Regions from separate parts of the Pungitius pungitius genome. Here region 1 is linked to region 2. The links are chromatin contacts, called in public Hi-C maps. All regions are on one chromosome and are shown on one strand. Each heading gives the region's core, a stretch centred on a gene start, on an enhancer-like site or on the middle of the called end of the contact. The rest is flanking DNA. Distances are from core to core; before and after follow the strand shown. Region 1 holds the start of txnrd2.2 (thioredoxin reductase 2, tandem duplicate 2). Region 2 holds the start of dgcr8 (DGCR8 microprocessor complex subunit).

Region 1 (5,355 bases), core at 1,622-4,121, 170 kb after region 2:
TCCAAGTGCCAGTTTTTTTGTGGTGTCATTTGGATATTAACTAACTCATTCACGTGCAAGACGAGCGTACGGGACGGCGAGGGGATCTGGATGTTTAAGGCGAAAAAACAAAAAAAGAGTTGCATCCCACTGTACAAGAACATCAAGTTTGGTCACATAGTATATATTTTTACAACGCGTCGGGGTTTCGGGGCAGACGAGGCGAAGGGAGGCAGAGAAATACAGAATCACAATGACACGTTTTTCTCTTGCTGGGTGAGACCGCACACGAAGCCCAGTGAACCTGATTCTCCTTTCCAGCCTCTGTCTTTCAGAGAGACGCAAGGAGAACCCAATCCAAGTTGTTGGCATCACTCATGCGTCATCAAGGCGAAATGGCATGTGCCTGCAGTGAAGTCTGATTTTTTTTCTTTTTTTTTTTTCCTTTGTGACGTATGTGACTTTATGAAGCTTGCATATTTTACACAGTGTTTACAAAGATGTATGTTGTGGTAAAAATCAATAAACTACAAAAAAATAACTTAGTGTATAGATTTTAATTTCAGAGGTTTCAAAAAAAAAAGAAAAAAGGAGAAAAAAAACCCGGCATCCCCCTTTGTGTGTCCTCAGAAGTGTGTGCTTTCATTGGACTCCTCACCGCACTTCACAGTCCCACAACCAAAGGATTTGCAGTATTTTGTGGACGCACAACACATTGTAAATTCACAGAATGCAGAGCCGGGGCGCTGTGCTGTAAAAGAAGTGCGGGACACACAGATGTACCTGTGTAGCTAGAACCGACTCAAGAAGTAAAGTAACTGTACTACTCAGTAGCAGATGTGTTTGTACCTATCATGTGCCTTAATCTTTTCCATGGTAGATAAAGATAAGTGTCTTTTATATAACTTCATTCCTCCCTTTCATCTCTCCATTCTGTCGGTTCACCTCTTCTACACACCCCCCCCCCCCCCCTCCCTTTTCACTCATGCGTTCATCCTGCAACCCCTCACCCTCCCAACCCCTCGTAGGATAGACTGTTGGTGGGTTTCTGCATTGTTTTACATTGTATTATAAACTTTTAAACCGATCGTCATTCAAAAAATGATTTTAATTTCCTAGAGGAGTGAAGTTCTTGACGCTTTGTTAGCGAGCAGAAGCGTCGCCACAGTGAGAATGTACTGTGTTCATTTTACTAATACCCAGTGGCAGATATTACGCTTGTCAAACATAACAGAAAAATACCAGTTTGTAGAGTGTCCATTTGGTGTGTTTTCAATAAATCATGCCTGGAATGACATTTTTGAATGTCTCTGCGTCTGTTTATTTGGTATTTTGTTTTGATTTCAATATCGTTGTAACAGCAGCCCCTGTAGGCGACCAAGGTGTAAGCATACATCTTTCTCCCAACAACACGAAATAAAACCCTGGTGAAATAAAACCTTCATTAAAACAAATAAACATGGCGCCCCCGCCATATGTTGAAATTTGATATGTGTTTGGGGGGGACCTTATAGTTGCGTTGCAAGGCAACGGTCACACTCAAGATCAAGATAACGTAAAATCAAAAGGCTCAAACCCTCTGGTGCAAAGGGACGAAAACGAAGAGGAGGAGGAGAGGGAAGCCCTGCATGGAGGTCTGTATCTCATGTCACACATAGGATGCTTTAGATTAACGTTATCGTTTACATAGCTAGTGCTGGCCTTGTTGGCCAAACTGCTTCATGCCTTAAGGAGCCTTCCAGCATAGTGATGGTGCTCTTGACACATTCTAATCACTGATCAAAATACACCAGCGCCGGGTTGAATGAAATCATTACAAATTACAAATCATTCAAATTACTGATTACTATTACTATTTAAGAAAGTACCACATGGGTTTCAGGATCACTGACAGTAAAGCTGCTTTACATTAACAAGGGAAATGACTGAGTGTAAAGAGAAAAGATTTGCTATAGGGGGTGTCAAACATCTGGCCCACCGGATGAGTGTGAAAATGAATGTAATAATATCTCAAAGAACCATTTAATATCCCAATAATGTCACACCTGTATGTCAATAAAACAGAGTCTTGATGAACCATCAAAGTTGCAAAAGTCCACTTATTACTAGCAAGCAGGAGGTCAAATACACAAGCACGTATCACGGTGCTCTGTGGAGATGGCGTCTCCGAGCAGTCAAAACGCTGAGCTTTTATACACACACGTGAAGGCCATCCTCAGTGGCAGATATGAAATGTTGCAAACCAAAAACCAAGGTCAAGATGGGAGTAACATAGTTCCTTTGTTCGAGCATTTGTATGAGAGTAACTTTCACTCCCTTCTTCAGACACAGTTGCAAATGGAAACCTTGAATCTTATCTGATTTGCTGATTTTTCAGTTCAATACAGTAAATAAGCACTCTTTTAGCATAAGACTATATTATAACATATTTTACCATTACAATAGTTAGGGTCAGTTCACCCAAATAACTATTTTTGATGTACTTTTCCAAAATTGTGCTGATGAAAAGTGGATTCTACAAATGAATGGACACTGTGAACTTTCGTTCACGAAAAACGAAAAACCTGTAAAAGTAAGTGAGAAACCAATGATCTTATAAATGTATTTTGGCCAACATTATCCTTTGTACATATCCTATAAATTATTCAAATGTGCTGAAAAGGTCATTAAAGACTGCACTTTAATTATGTAAGCTCACATGAGTAAATTGCATAACACCTCGAAATAATTAAATTCAATTGAATGAGATCCAAACTTTTTTATCTAACATAATCAAAGTGTTCACCGTTAATATTTTACAGAATAACAGTTCTAATAGATTTAAGTTGAATTCTCTCATTGACCCATTTCTTATCAGGCAATATGCTAGCTAGCACCAACCCGGCCCGGGGTCCTTTCATAACAACAACATGGCTGCCCTCTGCAGGGGCAGACACCGGTGGAAAAGCACTAACTGTTTGCATGTTTTGACAAGAAACCTGACCGGTAACAATGTTTTGTTCAAAAATATATGTTGTGTAGATATGGTGGAAACGAATTGTGCGGGTGTTAATAATTATATTAGTCCCTGTCGTCACACAACTAGGTTACAAACCTGCAGAGCTGACGTAACTCAGAGATAACGTTAGTTTAACCTCCGTGAGAATCGGCTGGTTATTTGAATTCCTGTTAACTTACTGTTAACTATCATCACCTGGTGTCCTCGACCCATCTCGACTCTTAACAAGTCGACTACATTAAAACTTTTGCACCACCTTAGAGCTCGCAGGTCAGCCGGAGGAGGGTGGCACGGCCCTGTCGTGAATGCACACCTACATTTAACGTTAATTATTATTCCTCCTCCGATGTGCTCCTGCAGGGATCTACGACTACGACCTGGTGGTTATCGGTGGCGGTTCGGGAGGCCTAGCTTGTTCAAAAGAAGGTGATTTTTTTGAGTATCAATGCTTTGCACGCAGATTTGTAATATTAATAACTTGAAAAATACATTTTTAGCAACATACTTGTATTTACAGCAGCACAGTTGGGACAGAAAGTGGCTGTCCTGGATTATGTGGAGCCATCTGTTAAGGGTGACGTATTTTTTCTTTAAGATGAGATCATCATATCAAAAGACAGTATTGTTAAGTTACTCTTTATGTTTTTTTTCTTCCAAACAGGTACCAAGTGGGGTCTTGGTGGTACATGTGTAAATGTGGGCTGCATTCCCAAGAAGCTCATGCACCAGGCTGCTCTCCTCGGCACCGCCGTCAAAGATGCCAGGAAGTACGGATGGCAGATCTCAGATCCCGTCTGTCACGACTGGTAGGTCAATCACCAGTTTATTTTCATGAATTTACGGGGAAGGTTACCCCGATCGATCGGATGGATTGCAAAATATTCACGAGTAGCTAAACGGCGCCATCTAGTGACGTCACTGCAGTAGGACAGACATTCCTTAGGTGAATGGCAGTCTGCTCACAGGCCAGACCTGTAAAGATTACCATTATTTTTTTTAACCAACCCAAGGTAACTACACGTGACCACAGGCACAGAATGTAGCATCTTTTCGGGTTAGCTTATAGCGTAACCTCGAATGTGTTTGGCAGGGCCACCATGGCGGAGGCCATTCAAAACCACGTCAGGTCTCTGAACTGGGGTCACAGAGTTCAGCTCCAGGACAAGTAAGTGACACAGTCTCCTCGCTCACTCATTCATTATTTGTGTGTTTTTCTTTTCTTCTCTTATTTTTGATGACTGTGTGGCGTGAGCTATGTTCTGTTGGCACACGGATGAAGGAGGATAAGTCAGCCAGTGCATGTTGATTGAGTGACTGGCTCCAGGGCAAACAGGTGTTAACCCACAATGTTTTTATTCCGGTGAGACCATTAGCTTGAACTCCCATGATTAGTAATGCTCCTAATAGGTCTTCTTTTACTTTTAATAAACAATATCCATATATATAGAGAGAACCGCAGAGAGCGTTGCTAACAACAATACAAAACAGTAATTATATACATGTATTCATTACAAATGTAACAATAAATGAGCTCATGTCCCATTTTTAATTAGTTAATAGTTAATATGTTATACTTTCCCTGCAAAGTTCTATTGTGGGTGATACCTTTAAATTAAAATGCTTTTTTAAGAAGAACTAAAGCTGAATTGTTGATGCTAGAATGGATTCAAAAGGTGTGGGGGGGGGGGGAAATGGCCATAGAAACTTCTAAAACCACCTCTGCATCATAATCCACCTCTCTGCTCCTAAAGTATAGCAATATTTGCATCCCCTGTCCTCTTTTTGCTAAGACAGTGTACTAACACATGCACAACATAAGCAGTAACAATTGTTATATGATGCCGCCTGACCTCTTCGTAAGTTAACAAAGTAATGTTTATGTTCTCTTGAGTTAATTACCTTTCAGACAACTAAAAATAACTGACGGCATACATTATATCGGGAATGAAATACGTGAGAGAAGTGGTGGTGGGGGATTTTGAGCTAATCTACAACAGTTACTGTATTTGATTCTGTGTTTTGCAGGAAGGTGAAGTATCTGAATGTCAAAGGAAGTCTGGTGGACAAACACACTGTCAAAGGATTAACTAAAGCGGGGAAAGAGGTGGGTCGTCAATTTATTTATTTAGAGATTTATTTATTTATCTATTTACTCCGTCTGTTCCAAACGGATAATGTGTAGACCATGATCAAAAATGTAGGTACAAAAATGTTCCTTTTTTATGTGCATTGTTTGATATTTACAGAAGCCCTGGGAGGTGAGTAAGAAAAAGATCTGGCGATTTTCCTGTGTTTTTTAAGAACAAGTTAAAATAAAGTTTACGCCACAATTGTTCTTGGAAATGTCTCTTGTAATTCTCATTTTGTTCACAAGAGGC
Region 2 (5,235 bases), core at 2,304-4,803:
CGCCCTCTCCGTTTGGCACGGCGTCAGCCACAACGGGGGGAGGGAAGCCGTCTACCTCCTCACCCGTAGCGTCCGACTTGTCCACCATCTCTTCACCATTTGCTTCGTAGCTGGGCTTGACAGGAGCCTCCTCTGACATGGGCGTCACTTCTCCATTTAGCTCCCTTTCCTCATTGTCCTTCATTTTCCTGTAGTGGAGGCAGGGGATGCTGCTGGTAGGAGGGTCGTGTTTCTGTTTGGAGAAAGAAATCCAAGGTTTTAACCAGAATGTGAACAGGAATTTCAAGAGCTGAGCAGGAACGATTTCATGACCTCAAGATAAAAAAAGAAATAGATTAGACGGGAGCAGAGAGGAGGTCATGTGGGGCAGATACTGACCACCAACTGAGCTGAGCAGAACGTTTAAGTAGATTAATCAGACATCTTACCCGAATGCTGCCAGTCCCAAGAAAGTAGGGTCGGGACCAGGTCACCACCCTGGTCTCTCTGTGCAGGTAGACGGGAATACCAGAGTTATGGAATGTCATGATCCATCCATCAGGTAGAGGCTCGGTGGGTGGACGCCCACGACCTGGCATGGGGGGGAGGGGGGGGGGGTGTAAATGAAGCCAATAATTACTATAATATCCCTTTTGGGGGAAACTTTTCTAATAATGATGATTTAAATCAGGGATGAAACCTGTAATATTACATGCATTCCATAGTGCTAAAACCACGTTTCACTATTCCCAGCTCTAAAACAGACAGATCCACCACTCACTCTTCAAGACAGTCTTAATTTTGGTCATCATGGGCTGAACGCCTCCCTCCTCCCCGTCTGACGGATGATCGCTGTCCCCGCCGTATTTGTCCTCTGACGGACGCATCTTTTTGGGGACTGGCATGCCCTCCTCGAGCAGAGCATCGACATCATTGTCAAACTCCTCCTGGAAGAGTGGGTGGTTAAGGCCGGGAGAAAAGGATGGGTCACCAGTGTAAGAGTTTTTAAGAGGATGTGAAGCCAGAAGATGAACAATTGGAGAAAATAATAAAACCAGGCAGCATTGAAGTAAAACTTGTCATTGTACTGAATTCAGAAAAAGATTATATTGAACCTATATATCTATCAACTTTTATTAGAAATTAAATTACAAATGAGAGCAGCTTTGATTTATCCTTTTTATAACTATTTCATCAGAAAAAAGGCACTAACCTCTTCCAGCACCTCACTTGACATTTTCAGTAATACAAACCAACATTTCTATAAATGTCCGCTGCTTGATTTGATGACTAAACGCTGACTGAGGCAGCAAAGGTCTTGCGTGTTGCAATTTTAAACCAATAACTACAACATTCATTATTCTCCGTTCCAGCTGCCCTTTTTCTACGTCATGATCCCCAATGTCCTCTTCCAGTTCACAGTGACCCTGTCTGTACGGTTTCCCTGTAGCAAATAGCTATAAAACCTACAACTCTTGATTTTTTTAAAATCATCAGAACAGTTTCTGAATAGTGACTGTTGCATAATTAAAAATGTACTTTTTATGCTTTGTTTGCCACAAATCGAACTCCATTCAGCTGCATTGTATTGTTGTAGAGGGAATAAATAACACAAAACTTATCTAGATGGCTTCAGGAGTATATTAATGTGGGTGACGCGGCCTCCTTTAGGCTGCATTCCCCCTAAAATCGGCATTGTTGTGTTGATTTGTAGGGGTGTCTCCTGTTATTATTAGATGACATGGTCCAATAATCCTTTTTCATTTGGAAGTCAGTGTATAATAAGAAATATTTTTACGGCACAGCACATTTTCTCCTCAATACTGTGACAGTTGTAGGTAAGCAGCAATACAACACTATTGATGTTAGTATTGCTTTTATTTTTTACTGAATAACCTTTTTTTTGTTATTTCTATATCAGGTATGCCATCGCTGTGGTATCAGAATCAGAATTTTCTCTTGTTTGGACCATGTCATAGGGCTGTAGTAGGCCTGCATCATTCCTATTGGACAGTTGGGGGCAAAATGGGTGTGTACCTGAAACTGAAAAAGGTTACTGCGGACACAAGAACGGACGTACCTCATAGGAGAAAGCCACGGCCTCCTCATCTGCTTGCTCCTGCTGAACTATGACCTCAGACTTAAAGCCACCCAGCTCTGCGTCGTCATTATCCAGGAAGTTGTCGTAGAGGTCATCCAACTCATCCAGGACGGCAAACTCTACCTTATTTTCCAGGTCTACCTCTGCCTCGTCGGCTCTTCTGCCCGCTACGTCGTTTCCCTCGGGTACTTCCAGCTCGCTTGAGTCATGCAACTCACCATTTACGCTGCCTAAGCCATCACCACTTCCTCCCTCCTGCCCTTCACCCGTGTACAAAACCTTGCGGTCTTTGCTATTGCTGCTTTCAGTGAAGCTTACACGGATCTTAACATCTCTGAGCAGCTTGAGGTCTGGTAGGAACCCGGTGAGTTGGGGAGCGTGGCGGGCCGTCCTGGGGCACGGCGGGATGGGATTAGCCTCATCGGAGAGGTCGCTATAGAAGGTTATCGAGGGCTGCTGTGGGTTGGCTTCCCCGTCCCCTGGGGTGTACGTGTATCCATCACCACCAGAGCTAACGTCCATTACCTCTGCGTCACTGGACGTTTGCAGGGGAGGTGGTGGAGGTGCTCTGCCCTCATCTCGGCCAAAATCATCAGGCGGCTCCAAGGGGAGAGGGGGTAGCACATCATCTACTTCCATTTCCTCTCTATAATGAACTACAATTTATACAAAACGGATAACTTATTGTAGAATCCGACCTGTTTGGAGACTCTGCTTATCTAAAGCCAGAATGCATGCAGAAGCACATCCCTTTATAGACCACGTACCAGAGGTGAAAATGCTAAGCTGACTACATTGTTCTTTTCATTAATGTAGACAGCTTTCAGAATCACTGTCTCAATTATTGGAAATCACAATGCATTCAGCTTAATATGGGATCTAGGCACTGATCATCCTCCACTGGTGTCTTCTGGAAGCTAGAAGAAAGAAAAAAAAAATACCAGTGAGAGATTTCAGTCAAGTTGTTCAGCTTTAGGAATAACGTTATCAGCGTAACTAGAGCTATGGAATATTAAACATAGGCTACTAACTGGTGCTACTACAGAGGAGCTTCAGTAACACACTTCAACGTGGGACGATGGTTAAATATTTGGTTGCTATTGACATAATATGACGCTAATTAATCTTCAAATGACAAGCAAATTAATCTCAAAATAAAATAGCGAGGGACCTCGTTGTAGCGCATCTGTTCGGTCTCCAGCGGCACATCGGGCCCCCGGTAACGTTAACGTCTAATGCTAAAATGTTAGCAACCGATCATATGGCTGTACCGTTACAGAGGTACACGGCTGCAAAACCCGCCGAGCTATTGTGACAGCAGTTTTAATACATACGCATACATACTCACCGATAAAAATGACACGACGGTATTCGTGCAACAAGCTACCTTTCCAAAGTATTATACACTCAACGCGGCGCCATACTGACTCAACTGCCGCACCGCCATCTTGAAGAAAAACACAGCGGCAAACCAACTCAAGTCCCGCCTCCCGGTACCGGCCTTTTTTATAAATGATCGATGAACCGGCCTATCGCAACGGCCTTCATCGACGCGTTCTTGTGTCATTCAACCAGGGCCGTAGAAAGCATGAGTCGCGTAGACGGAAGTTCAGACCGCTCTACTTCCGACATCGCGGTAGACTTTCTCCGTGTCCCCTGACAACACGGCTAGGTTTTTCTTTTGTGTTGTCACCGCCAGTGTTTGTGGTAAAATAGTAATGTTTTAATGAAGCAATAAGGTACGAGAGGCTGTACTTTATTGTCAATAATGTTACAGTTCGAGGGTGTTGTTAGGTAAATATTTACTGTTGAGGGGAAGACTACATATGGATTATAGGCAATGCAATACCTAAACCTGCCAGTTGGGGTCACTATTTACCAAGTTAATTGAATAGTGGGTATGGTGTGATCATTAATTTCCATCAATTTATATGAAGTTAATCATAATTTATTGAGTTTTAAAGGTAAAAATAGATTAGAGCATTACTGTGGACCTAGACAGTCCCATGGCTAAAGAGGGGCTCAAAATCTGACAGTAGATCATAATGAAAGTCAAGTCATATTAACTGAGTTACTGTTTTAGTTGGAATATTCCTCTTCAAAACTTCAGAAAGAACAGAGCAAAGATTTTTCCTATGTTTCTCTGCCACCTAAGAGGAATTACTAGTGTTCTCATGTGATATAAATGAAAAGCAGTAAATTGGGTGTTAGTTAAAAAAAGGGCTCCTTACAGGGCAATCGTGTCAGCAATTAACAAATAGAAGACCGAGGGGAGTGCTTTGATACATTTTTTATCAAACAGCTGTAAAATCCATTATTTATTTCTTAATTTTTCTCACCCGGGTAGTGGTCAGCAATTGCCTCAAACGGTTTGCATTAAACTATGGGAAAATATGTTGTAAACAACACTGACGCTACTTGTGCAGTGTTGGACCAGAACTAATTACCTGCATCACAGTACTCAAACATTTTAAAAAGCAGAGACAACTCTAATCTATAATTCTTACCATCAATTTAAATTATATGTTCTCTGGAAATATACTAACGTCCCAATGTTTTCCTATATTGTAAAAATAAAAATAATTTCAAATTGTAGTCCAGAAACAATTTAATAATAAATTACCTTGTGTATGACTGCAGTGATTACACATCAAAGCAGGTTACCAGCAGTCTGATATGCATTAGTCTTTAGAAGCCACCCAACCCTGCTGTTTTGTTATAATATTTTCATTTACAACATTTTAACTGTTCTTTGGCAATCTTAAATTAGCAAACATTTTCAAAAGATGCATTTCAGATCGAAAGTAAGAAATACATATCACTGATGTCAATGAGGCAGCAAGAATCAACTAGCTCAAAAAAAGTGCATACGGATCTTCATTTTCACATGATTGCTACGGTGCAGCTTGAGGGGGAGGTGGAGGAGGAGGAAGGTGGTGGCCGGCGGGAATGAAAGGTGACATAGAAAGGCACCGAGTGGCTTTCCTCCATCATGTCGTCACACCTGCAGTTTGAACTGGAAAGAACTGGTGCTCCATTCGCCCGGGTCCCCGTTGAGCATGGTGCGCTCTGTGAAGGTCACGTTACCTTCTGCATCTATCAGGATAATTGTATTGGTCCTAAATGGTACACATAAGCAAACGAAAAAATAAAAA

Evidence for each region. Hi-C and Micro-C count contacts between places; a contact is called where the count stands out from the background.
Region 1: a Hi-C map of muscle shows a contact between it and region 2, with 7 times the contacts expected there. The contact joins the promoter of txnrd2.2 here to the promoter of dgcr8 in region 2. A contact is called at or near these places in 2 of 2 Hi-C or Micro-C datasets (both in muscle).

The regions. Positions count from the first base shown.
Region 1 is chr5:18,482,779-18,488,133 of fPunPun2.1, forward strand. It overlaps txnrd2.2 (thioredoxin reductase 2, tandem duplicate 2), which reads left to right and starts at 2,872. Exons shown (of 17, transcript XM_037483194.2): 1 at 2,872-2,964; 2 at 3,338-3,403; 3 at 3,495-3,551; 4 at 3,639-3,783; 5 at 4,068-4,142; 6 at 5,003-5,081. The coding sequence starts at 2,889. arvcfb (ARVCF delta catenin family member b) reads left to right here. Exons shown (of 20, transcript XM_037481332.2): 20 at 1-1,280.
Region 2 is chr5:18,312,837-18,318,071 of fPunPun2.1, forward strand. dgcr8 (DGCR8 microprocessor complex subunit) reads right to left here and starts at 3,554. Exons shown (of 14, transcript XM_037481343.2): 1 at 3,429-3,554; 2 at 2,060-2,997; 3 at 761-926; 4 at 429-571; 5 at 1-232. The coding sequence starts at 2,719. tango2 (transport and golgi organization 2 homolog (Drosophila)) reads right to left here. Exons shown (of 10, transcript XM_037481352.2): 10 at 4,353-5,199. The coding sequence ends at 5,079.